2 separate regions of the Sus scrofa genome follow, and region 1 is linked to region 2. The links are chromatin contacts, called in public HiChIP or PLAC-seq maps. All regions are on one chromosome and are shown on one strand. Each heading gives the region's core, a stretch centred on a gene start, on an enhancer-like site or on the middle of the called end of the contact. The rest is flanking DNA. Distances are from core to core; before and after follow the strand shown.

Region 1 (5,782 bases), core at 2,733-5,232, 300 kb before region 2:
CTGCTGAGCCACACAGGCATTCTGATTCTCCAGTTTTAAGGACATGGGTGATTAGATTAAGCACACCCATGTGGTCCAGGGTAATCTCCCAGTTTAAGGTCCTTAATTTATACAAATCTTCTTTACACAAAGATGACATATTTAAGGATTCCAGTGACTGGGGACATTGTTGGGGGCATAATTCTGCCTACCACCACGTTCTTAAAAAAATTTTTTTAAATGAGTATTTCAAATAGATGTGGAACAACTTTTTTGCTGTTTTTTTTTTTTTTTTTTTTTTTTTTTGTGAAACAACTTTTTAATATCTCTTCCCTTCCTATGTCATTTTCTAACTTGCTAACATCTGCTTCATTTCACCATACTTTCTTTTACCAAAACCCATTTCTCACTTATATTTAAAATAAAGTAGGAGTTCCCATCATGGCTCAGTGGAAACCGATCTGACTAGTAACATGAGGATGCATCCCTGGCCTCGCTCAGTGAGTTAAGGATCTGGTGTTGCTGTGAGCTGTGGTGTAGGCCAGGGGGCTACAGCTCCAATTCGACCCCTAGCCTGGGAACCTCCACATGGTGCGGATGCGGCCTTAAAAATACACACACACAAAAAAGTAGAAGGATGGCGTTTCCTAGTGACTCAGTGGGTCAAGGATCCAGCCTTGTCACTGCTGTGGCTCTGATTACAGCTGTGGCATGGGTTTGATCCCTGACCCAGAAACTTCCACATGCTGTGGGTGTGGCCAAAATAATGAAGTAAAGTAAAGTAGAAGAAAAACAATCTGTTAGTGGTTTGTTCCCCTGTCTGTCTTATTCTGGTTTTTGAATCATGAGAGAAGAACAAGTGATAAAAATTTCAAAAGCGATCATTGAGAGTTTCCGTTCTTATTTGTTGTGGTTTTAGCTTAAATGGCACTTTACTTAGCGCACGAGCTAGAACTACCATGTTTTCCCTTCCACTCTCGCATCTCACCGATAGGAAGTTTGATAGGAAGTTTTGATAGTTTCTAAAGTCTACCCTGACAGACAACTTTGAAAGTTTGTTTTTTTATTGTGAGAGGCTTCATGGCCATTCTAAGTTCTGTGTTAATCCTCCTAATGCTGCATAGCTTGTGAATACTGAATAAGTCCAAAGTTAGTAATCCTGGGTTTCTCCCTTCTCTTGGCATAGTTAATAGATTTTGAGATAATGCATGTTTCTAGTTTTATTTATTTTTTATATTTTTTTGCTTTTTGGGGCTGCACCCACCACATATGGAAGTTCCCAGGTTAGGGGTCAAATTAGATCTACAGCTGCCAGTGTACTCCACAGCCACAGCAAAGCCAGATAAGGGCTTCGTCTGTGACTTCCACCACAGCTCATGGCAACGCTGGATCTTAACCCACTGAGCGAGGCCAGGGATCAAACCTGCATCCTCATCGATACTAGTTGGATTTGTTACAGGTGAGCCACAATAGGAACTCCACATATTTCTAGTTTTTTTGTGTGTTTTTGTTTGTTTTGTTTTTTTGTCTTTTGGCCTTTTTTAGGGTGCTCCCTTGATATATGGAGGTTCTCAGGCTAGGGGTCTAATCAGAGCTGTAGCCACAGCAACAGCAACGCAGGATCCGAGCCGTGTCTGTGACCTACACCACAGCTCACAGCAACGCCAGATCCTTAACCCACTGAGCAAGGCCAGGGATCGAACCCGCGCAACCTCATGATTCCTAGTCAGATTTGTTAACCACTGCACTGCGATGGGAACTCCATATTTCTAGTTTTAATTGACCATCGTCCTTTGGAGAAAACTTTCTCTGAAGTAGTGGGAAAACAGACATTGCCCAGGAGTTAGGAGTCCTGTGTTTTAGTTGTTCACTTTTTACTAACTACCAGAATAACTTGAGGCAAGTACTCTTGGTCTCAATTTATCTGATGAAGGAGTTGCTTAAAAGTTCATTTTCTGATTTAAAACGCTAAGATGATATTATTGTTACTGTAATGTCAAGACTCATGTCATCTGCCTTTTTGGTGTTATTTAGTCCTAACAGTGATTTTGTGTGGTCTCCTGTTAGGTCTATGAAGACTGGGATTGTTTTAAAGTGAATGATGTTCTTGAATTGTATGGCATACTGTCTGTGGATCCTGTGCTCAGCGTACTGAATAATGATGAAAGGTACGTTTGCTCTTTTTTAGTAACCTTTAATTTTGATACAGTTTTAAATTTTGAGAAAAGTTGCAGTATAGTTATAAAGAATTCCCTTTTCCTCTTCATCCAAACTTACAAGTTGTTAATACTATGCTCCATTTGTTTTGTCATTGATTTGTGCTTACACACATGCATTTTTATACATAGGTACATTTTTTGAGAGTAAGTTGCGGAAGTCATACTTGCATCCATATTTCCTACAACGACTTTCTCATATATAATCAGAGTATTGCTGCAAAAATTGGACATTTGCCAAGAATACACTAACCACAAAACATTTAATTTTACTAATTATCTTGTTCTTTCTGACAGTCTTTTTGGTCTAGGCTCCATAGGATCACTGGTTGTATTAACCTGGAACTGTCTTTTTTTGGCCTTTATGGCCTTGACACTTTTTTAACTCATTTTTCTTTTTGGCATATGGAGTTCCCTAGCCAGGGGTCATATTCACACTGCAGTTGTGACCTACACTGCAGCTGCAGCAATCCTTTTTAACCCGCTGTGCTGGGCCAAGGATTGAACCTGTGTCCTGGTGCTGCTGTGGCACAGTGGGAACTCCGACACTTTTTTTTTTTTTTAATTTACACAACAAAAATTCATTGTGAGGATTCACAGTTCTGTAGTCTGAGAAGTTCAAGATTAAGGCCCAGCAGACCCAGCAGGTAGTGAGGGCCAGTTTGCAGGTGGCTGTCTTACTGTGTCCTCAGGTGGCAGAACAGGGCCTTGACACTTTGAAGACTGCAAGCCAGTTATTTTGTAGACTGTCTCTCAGTTTGGGTTTGTCTGATGTTTCCTTTTGATTAGATTCCAGTTTTGCGTTTGGGGCAGGAAACCACAAGGTGCGGTGTCCTCAGCATATTCCATCAGAGGGCGCAGTACCCCATTACTGCTGAAGTCGGTTTTGATCCCTTGGTTAAGGTGGTGTTTGCCAGGTTTCGCTCCCATAAAGTTACTATTTTTTACTTTGTAGTTAACAAGTAATTTAGAGGGAAATGCTTTGAGACCACATAATTTCCAGTTTCTTATTTAACTTTCACCCACTTATTTTAGCATGTTGATGATTCTTGCTTGAATCAAGTGTTATGATGGTGATTTTCTATCCCAGTCACTCCTCCTACATTTATTCTTTGGCATTCTACTGTAAGGTTTCTCCTCTCTCCCGAGTAATTTGTTCAAGTAATTTGTTTATATCAGTGTGGTTGTTAACCTGTTATTTCTAATGAGATCATATTTTCCCATATTTGGCTTGTGGGAGCCACTTTAAGCAGGCTCTGGATCCTTTTTGATATGACCTTATCGTCGGGGGCGGCGGGGTTGGGGGGGCCGCGCATGCCCAGGGCATGAGAAAGTTCCTGGGCCAGGGATTGAAGCTGCACCTCAGCACTGACCCAAGCTGCTGTGGTGACAGCACTAGATCCTTAACCCACTATGCACAGGAGAACTCTGACCTTATTATTTTTAAACATGTATTTTTGGACACCCTAAGCTATTTCAGCCTCATCTTGTACTTCTCATCCGTCAGTCTCAAAGGAGCACTGGTTTCTTTAGTGAGGAATTATATTTAAAAATCAAGATCTAGAGTTCCTGTTGTGGCTTAGTGAGTTAAGAGCCCCACATGGTATCTGTGAGGATGTGGGTTTGATCCCTGCCCTGGCTCAGTGGGTTAAGGACCTGCGTTGTTGCAAGCTGCAGTGTAGGTTGCAGATGTGGCTCAGATCCAGTGTTGCTGTGGCTGTGGTGTAGGCTTCAGCTGTATCTCTGATTCAGCCCCTAGCCTGGGAACTTCCATATTCCACAGGCGTGGCCCTTTAAAAAAAAAAAGAAGAAGGAAAAATCAAGATCCGAATGTCACCGTGGTTATTGGTACTGTGCTGGCATCACTTCCCTGCTGTTTTAACTGGCAGATCTCAGAAATAAGTATATACATAATTACACACACGCATACACATTTGTATACACGCATGTATCTATAGGTCTTTGTGTTATTTCCAAGTCTATATATCAAAAACCATGAGTACACACGGCCTTTCTGGTTCCACATTAGTTCAGCTCCACAACTAGGTGTCGTTCTAGTTTTCCTCCTTTCCATACTTGTAATTCCCTGTTCTGACAGAAGGAAACTTCCAGAATGCACAGTATGTTCATTTGCTCAGTTCTACACACAGTAGGTTCCCTTTACCTTGGTCTTGCTTTCTATGGTTACAGTTACCTGTAGTCAAACTCAGTCTGAAATATTAAGGGGAAGTTCCAAAAATAAATTATTCATAAGCTTTAAATTGCATGCCATTGTTAATAGTATGATGAAATCTCGCACCGTCCCCATCCGTTCCACCCAGCACGTGAATCGGCCTTTTGTACCCTATCCCACCCATTAGCCACTTAGTAGCCACCTGGGCTAGCAGATTGTCACCGTGTCATAGGGCTTATGTTCCAAGAAACTCTTATGTTACTTAATAATGGCTCCAAAGTGTAAGAGTACTAGCAATTTGGATATGCCAACGAAATGTCATTAAGTGCTATTTTTAAGTGAAAAGGTGAAAGTTCTCAGCTAATTAATAAGAAAATAATTATCTGCTGGAGTCACTAACATCTACCCTAAAAACAACAGAAGGTTCTGTGAAATTATCAAGAAGGAAAAAGAAATTTGTGCTAGTTTTGCTTTTGCATCTCAACCTGCCAAAGTTTACAGCCATAGTTGTGATAAGTGCTTAATTAAGAGGGAAAAGTCATTAAATTTGTACAGTAAGGTATTTTGAGACCATATTCACATAACTTTAATTCCAGTGTATCATTATAATTGTCCTTTTTTTTTTTTTTTTTTTTTTGTCTTTTTGCTATTTCTTGGGCTGCCCCTGTGGCATATGGAGGTTCCCAGGCTAGGGGTCTAATCGGAGCCGTAGCCACCGGCCTACGCCAGAGCCACAGCAACGCAGGATCCGAGCCGCGTCTGCAACCTACACCACAGCTCACGGCAATGCTGGATCGTTAACCCACTGAGCAAGGGCAGGAACCGAACCCGCAACCTCATGGTTCCCAGTTGGATTCGTTAACTGCTGCGCCACGACGGGAACTCCAAATGTCCTATTTTTATTATTAGTTATTGTGGCTAATCTCTTACTGTGCCCAATTTATGAATTAAAACTCTTATCATAGGTATGTGTGTATGGGAAAAGACAGAGTATATGTGGGGTTCAGTTCTATCCACAGTTTCAGACATCAAACACTATGGGTCTTAGAACATATTCCCTGCAGATAAGCGGGGGACAGCCGTTCCAGAGAAGATGTTTGCAGAATTGGTAGTGCATACCACTGCAAAAAACAAGCCTAATAACTTGAGTTCAGTTTTTGTTTTGTTTTTGTCTTTTGTAAGGCCGAACCCATGGCATATGGAGGTTCCCAGGCGAGGTGTCCAATCGGAGCTTTAGCTGCCGGCCTATGCCACAGTCACAGCAACTCGGGATCTGACCCTCATCTGCGACCTACACCACAGCTCACGGCAACGCTGGATCCTTAACCACTGAGTGAGGCCAGGGATCAAACCCTCAACCTCACGGTCCCTATGGTCCCTAGTCGGATTTGTTAACCACCGAGCCATGGTGGTT
Region 2 (6,347 bases), core at 3,197-5,696:
GGTTTCAAGAAAGGACCTATAAGGGGTAAACTTTAGTTTTCTGGCAAATTTTCATAGGAGGAATGCCAGAAGTAAGATAGGCAAAAGGGATGAAATTGTACTGCAGAGGTTTTTGTTTTTGACATGAATTTGCAAATGTGACTATTCATAGCATACTCTGTTCTTAGGAAATGGTATGTACACACTTGCAGAGCATGGAACACTGGCAGATTTCAACCTTCTGCCAGCCCTGTTCTTACTGGGGAAGCCAAGGCCTTATTTGGCACACAGGTGGAGACTAGCTCTTAGCTTAATTCAGCCCTCCTCCAACATGAACAAGCCCAGAGCCACCTGGAGGGTTTTGTTTTGTTTTTTGCACTTTTTAGGGCTGCACTCGTGGCATATGGAGATTCCCACGCTAGGGGTCGAAATGGAGCTACAGCCACCACCTACACCACAGCCCCAGCCACGCAGGATCCAAGCTGTGTCTGTGACCTACACCACAGCTCATGACAACACCGGATCCTTAACCCATGGAGCGAGGCCAGGGATCGAACCCACATCCTCATGGATCCTAGTTGGGTTCGTTAACTGCGGAGCCACGAAGGGAACTTCTGGAGGGCTTGTTAAAACAGAGGCTGGACTCCAGCCCCAGAGTTAATCAGCAGGCTTGATGGTTCCCAGGTGGGTCGAGATGTTGTCTTCCCAACAAGTTCCCAGGTGACTCTTATGCTGCAGGTCCCAGGACTACACATTAAGAAACCACTGGCCCATTGCATCGTTTGGCGTTTTTTGATCACCTGGAGTGGGCACTGAGCCCAGGACATATCCCAACATCCAGCAGGCCTCACTTGCTCAGCAACAGATAGAAAACAAGACAGGTAGCAAATACAAGTATGAGAAGTAGCTGGGGACTGTTTTCCAATTGATACGGTGGCAAGTGCAAATTCCGCATGAATTCTGAATCAAGTTTGGGGGTTGAATGGACGCCAGTTAACATGGAAAACTTGCTGAGGGCTTCCTGGAGGTGGTGATTTTGAGCCAGCGAGAGGGGTGCTGTGGACATGGATTTGTGGAGGGGAAGGGAAGTGGGAGGAATGATTCAAGGCAGTTCCTGGGCTGTAACCGCACGGGGATCCACCCTACCTGGACCTCTGATTTGCTCCCCGGCTTCTTAGGGCACTTTGACATGCAGCCAGGGCTGAGAACTGCACTGACACTCCTGTGTTCTAGGTATTCTCAGTAAGAGCAGTATCTACCTTTCAGAGGTGCCCTTCTGTGCCCGGCCCCCTTGGCATCTGTACTATCACATTTACACTCCAGTGAGCAGTGGCATTCCCATTTTGATGGGGAGGAAAGCTGGGGTCAAGGGCACAAGTGGTTTGTTAGCACAAAGTCCCGCTGGTATAGGAAGTGCTGGTGGCTGTCATGCCTGCTTTCAAAGACTACACTGTGTCCCCCACAGCCTGAGCAGCTGCCCTGGGCTCCAAGACAGCCCCACACTGCTCCTCAAAGCCCCCTGAGATCTGCTGGAGCAGGGGGATTGGAAAGCCATGGTTGTATATGGTTCTTTTCTGGGACTGCAGAAGCCACCTGGGGTGGCGAGGAGTGGGACGGGCTCCTGCCATTCCATGTGCAAGACCACGGGCTCCGGAGGACCTGGCTCTCCTGCCGTTAAGGCTTGTGACACGTCTCAAAATCCAAAGGCCTGGCTGTCCTGCCGTTAGGCCAGCTGGGTCTCTGTGACCTGGGCACCCTCACTGGATTGAGACGTGGAAGGTTTAGTGTTATATAAAAAGGAGGAAATAAGGGACAGAGGATGTTTCCTTAAAGTGACAAAAATATTTTAAAAATAATTTTTATTAAAAAAGACTTGTTGGGGTTCCTTGGTGGCCTAGCGGTTAAAGGAGCTGGTGCTGTCACTACTGTGGTGGAGGTTGATACCAGGCCCCAGAAACTTCTGCACGCTCTGGGTACGGCCCCAAAAAAACAGACCCCAAAACTTATCTACTTAACTGGAAAAATCATACAGGCTTGGCAAAAGAAACTTGGGAAACCAAAATGTAAAGATGAAAACAGTTTCATTCCATTCCTGTTGATGTCTAGGCTTTCCATCTTTTTTCTACAAATATGCATGTGCACACACATCTAACATGTGTGGTAGAAGAGTTCAAACTACTCTGTAAAAAAAAAAAAAAAAAAAAAAAAGTGCTTTTATACCCTGTTGTTAAAAGTCATTTATTTGAGGGGGGAAGAGGAGCTATCTTCCTGAGGTGAAACTGGGTGGGGACGAGATATTTGGAATCTGAGCTGATTCTATAGCAAGTCCCTGGGAAGGGCTTCTGGGTTCTGTTTCGCTTTGGAAAACTCTGCCTCGGGGCGGAGTTGGGGGGAACGTGGGGTGGGGGAATTGCTCATAACTATCATAACGGATGCTCAGCACAGTCTGTGGGTCTCTGCTCCCAAAAGGCTCCCGCGAAAGCCGTGTTTTCCTAAATGAAGGAGCGTGAAGCTGAGGGGAGTGTGTTTGGAACAAGACTGCACATTAACTTGAAGACTTCCTCCGCAGCTTTGGCTTTGTTAAGCACCCCTTGGCTTTATCGCCAAGTTGTCTGAACAGCCTGCTTTCAGCACTGGCTCACCAGGAAAACCTCAGGGAGCCTCAGCTCCTCCCCACAGCGGGCAGCACTCCATGCCCTGGAGGCTGCTGATAGGGCAGCATGGATTTGGGGGCACAGCTGGAACCTTAGAAGGACGGGAAAATCCTCCCTGAGCCTCACATGAGATGATCTGACATCCACGAGTCTCATCTAAAGGAGAGCGTCTCAGGTCTTCGTTCAGGTCCTGTTGACTCTTGGTTTACACGCAGTTCTGACAGTTTTGGTTTTTCAGTTCACAGCCAGTTTGAAGTGCTGGTGGTAGAGGCTGTGGAGTAATGGGCAGCAAGAAGCCATGGCTAACAGCCAGGGAGGAAACAAACATGATACTAAACACGAAACCACAGCACGGTGATTGGGAACCACCAAGCGTGGGGGCCACAGCTCCCCACACACCACACTAGGGGCATCCCTGTGCTACAGGGTGGTGACGCAGTTAGTGATCGTAATGACCCCAAAGTATCAAGCAAAAAACAAAGTTTGGCCAGCATATTCACTGCCGAAAGTGTTAAACGTTTTAAAAGAATTTCATCCGATGGAGTTCCCGTCGTGGCGCAGTGGTTAACGAATCTGACTAGGAACCATGAGGTTGCGGGTTCGGTCCCTGGCCTTGCTCAGTGGGTTAACGATCTGGCGTTGCCGTGAGCTGTGGTGTAGGTTGCAGATGCGGCTCGGATCCCGCATTGCTGTGGCTCTGGCGTAGGTTGGCAGCTACAGCTCTGAATAGACCCCTAGCCTGGGAACCTCCATATGCCACGGGAGTGGCCCAAGAAATGGCAAAAAGACAAAAAAAAAAAAAAAAAAAAGGAATTTCATCCAAAATGATCCCTTAAGTTTGGGGGCTTTGTTACTTGGAAAATACATAATTGGAGAGGTTGTCTTCTGCTTTAATTCAGCTCTGCTCCTGTGGCCCAGCGGTGTGCCCAGCTGGCCAGCCCAGGAGAGGCGAGAGCAGTACTGGAGGCATTTCTTTAGCCTAGACTCCAAGGCTGCTATGGGACAGAAGTTGTAGGAAGCAGGAAGGGGGAGGTGATCTTACAGAGAGCTGGTTTCTTCAGTGGCTTTTTGTCTGAAGAATTCCCCTGGGAGGTCTCAGTTCAGTTTCGGTTGGTTTGCTGCTGTGTGGACTTGTTTTTTCAGTCCTTTACGCTGTATGTATCCATGGAGGGCCTGCTCTGTGCCAGGGACTGTGCTAGGAACTGTGTGTGCAGCAAGGAAAGCAGCACCTGTCCACCCAGGAGGCTGGAGGGAGGTAAATGCCAGGAAAGGAATGCAACAGGTGATGGGCTAAGAGTGCCTGGGAAGAGCCCACTTCGGGTCAAGTGGTCAGGGAGGGCCCCCTGAAGAGGCAGCTGAGATCTGAGCGGCCAAGGGGAGCCTGGTGAGAAGGGGCAGGACCTTTCAGGGAGAGCTAATGGCAGGTGCAAAGGCCCTGGGGCTGGAATCCACCCTCTGTGTCGGGGGAGGTCTGTGTGGCTGGAGTGGAGTGAGGGAAGGAAGTGACAGAAGCTAAGTTGGGAGGGACTGGCTGGGGCTAGACCCTGAGGCTGGGGTAACCAGTTTAATTTCAACCCTGTGCTATTTATAAAATGTGCCAGCTAGACTAAGGACCTCTTGAAAGCTGGGCACCTTGGCTCTGATCCCCAGCTCCAGCTGTGCCCGTCATTCATCAGCCAGGCAGAGAACATGGATGACTGCATGCAGAGTGATCTCAGTTACTAGAAAGTCAGCTGCAAACCCTCGGTCTCCTGACCATGGCTCATCATTTGTACCCAGATGGCCTGCCTCCCCTCCCCCTTCCCTACCCCTCCCTGCCCATCACTTCCTGGATGCTGAGTGACAATGCAGATGCACTGTCATTGTCACTGCATGTCAGGTCAGCCAGGAGGGGGAAGTGGGAACTGATGTTTCAGTTTGACCTCCCATCCTGGCCCACGTGGATCCTGTTTCCTGGTGGGGCCTCTGTGGCCTCATCAGTAACGTGGGGCTTTTGGCAAACTCTGCTGCCTCCCCAAGCTACACACAGAGCCACCCGCAAGCCTTCCATGCCCCTGTGTTTAAGAAAAATCACCCCCTGATGGCAACCTTGTTTCCTTAGACCTGATTTTTTTCTCTTTTCTTTGACTTTAGAATTTAGTGGTTATCAAACTTTAGGCAAGATGTGGTCCTTCTCTGAGCCTCAGTTTCCTCATTTGTGAAATTCAGGTTACAATGAGGCAGTCATGAGGATGAAACACAGTGAGGTGCTTAACTTAGTGCGGTGCCTGGTGTGCAGTCAGCTCCCCAGAAGAGGTAACTGTGCCTGTCCTTTAGAATGTCACAGGAAGATGTGCCTTGGCCTCACGCAGTCATTCTTACCTGGGGGTGGATTGTGCTCCTTAGGGGACCCTGGGCCGTGTCTGGAGCCATTTTTGGTTGTCACAGTTGGAGTGGGAATGCTACCCCTGGCACCTAATGGGCAGAGGCCAGGATGCTGCTAAATACCCTGCAGTGCACGGGACCGCCCCCTCCCCCTCCCAACAGACGCATCTGGTCCAAGATGTCAGTAGCGCCAAGGCTGAGGAACCCTGGCTTAATGACTTCTGAAAACGAGATAGTCCACGTGCCTTAGCTTCACTGAGCCCCCAGGCCCTACCTTTTAAAAAAGCAGCAAATGATAGATGTCAGTTTTCTACACTTTAGTGAATCCTGGGAAACCAGTAGGACTGAACCTCGTTTACACAATGTCATTGTGTGTGCGTCTCATTTGACTCTCAAGTTGTCTGGGGAAGGAGGGACCCAACACCTCAGTTTACGAGAGAAAGTTCCCTCGAGGGAAGGAAGGTGACCTGACTGCCCGAGGTCGCAGAGCTGGGAGGGGAAATGGAGCCTGAGCCCAGGGCTTCCGGTTCAGCTGGACCCTTCCTGCCCCACCACTCGTGGGGCTCCTGGGACAGCAGCGTGGTCTCTGGCATTTAAAGACCAACCAATGCTCTCCCCTGGCTTCTCTTTTCCCACCTTCGCCTCCTTTCCTCAGTTCTCATCTCCCATACAACCAGCCCTTGCTGATTCTAGAACATTCCCTCCAGTCACTCAGGCGCTGAGAGGCACCCACAACATGAAGGGGTCAAATTAGTCACAGCAGCCTGACATGCCTTTCTTTTGTACAAGAAATGGCAATGCCCGCCTGTGCTGGCCCTGTCAGCTTGGTGGCCTGAACACATGTGTCCTATTCACCCTCACGGCTAGAACTCCAGGGAGGAAGGCCAGCACAGGAACCCACTAAACCAGCACTAGCCATGAGCACATCCTGTTACTGCTCCACCCAGCATTCTGGACAAGTTAACTTTTAAAATTGTCATTTTTGCTGTGCCTGCAACACATGGAAATTCCCTGGGCCAGGGATTGAACCTGTACCACAGCAGTGACCTGAGCTTCTGCAGTGACAATGCCTGGATCGTTAAGTTACTGTTCCACAAGGGCATGCCTTAAAGTTTTTTTAATTGTTAAATTACTACATGAAGTGAAAAGCTAACACCACCCAGTTCCTGCCTCTTCCCTCTCACTTTCTGCCTTATGTTGTATATCCTTCCAGAACCTTCCCTGAGTATTTGAAAATAGAACACCTTGAACTCTGCTCAGTGACTTGAGGTTGTGCCATGTGAAAGATTTAAAACAGAATTCTGCTCCTACAAGTGTCTGGGCCCCAGTTCACACACCTTTCTATCTCTA

The links. HiChIP or PLAC-seq counts read pairs in DNA pulled down with a chosen protein or histone mark.
Region 1: a contact with region 2 is called in an H3K27ac HiChIP or PLAC-seq map of alveolar macrophages. The contact joins two enhancer-like sites. A contact is called at or near these places in 2 of 2 datasets of contacts at active chromatin or transcription factors (alveolar macrophages and skeletal muscle).

What each region holds. Positions count from the first base shown.
Region 1 is chr14:129,689,466-129,695,247 of Sscrofa11.1, reverse strand. MCMBP (minichromosome maintenance complex binding protein) reads left to right here. Exons shown (of 16, transcript NM_001243591.1): 8 at 2,047-2,147. Among named protein-coding and RNA genes, the nearest start is that of MCMBP, 50 kb to the left of the region's middle. Within about 2 kb of position 3,982, at least 1 of the 83 cell types and tissues checked has an H3K27ac peak or open chromatin away from gene starts, as enhancers often do. A contact at or near this core is called in alveolar macrophages, where this site is marked.
Region 2 is chr14:129,393,685-129,400,031 of Sscrofa11.1, reverse strand. The region is part of intron 4 of RGS10 (regulator of G-protein signaling 10); the gene reads left to right. Among named protein-coding and RNA genes, the nearest start is that of RGS10, 27 kb to the left of the region's middle. Within about 2 kb of position 4,446, at least 22 of the 83 cell types and tissues checked have an H3K27ac peak or open chromatin away from gene starts, as enhancers often do. A contact at or near this core is called in alveolar macrophages, where this site is marked.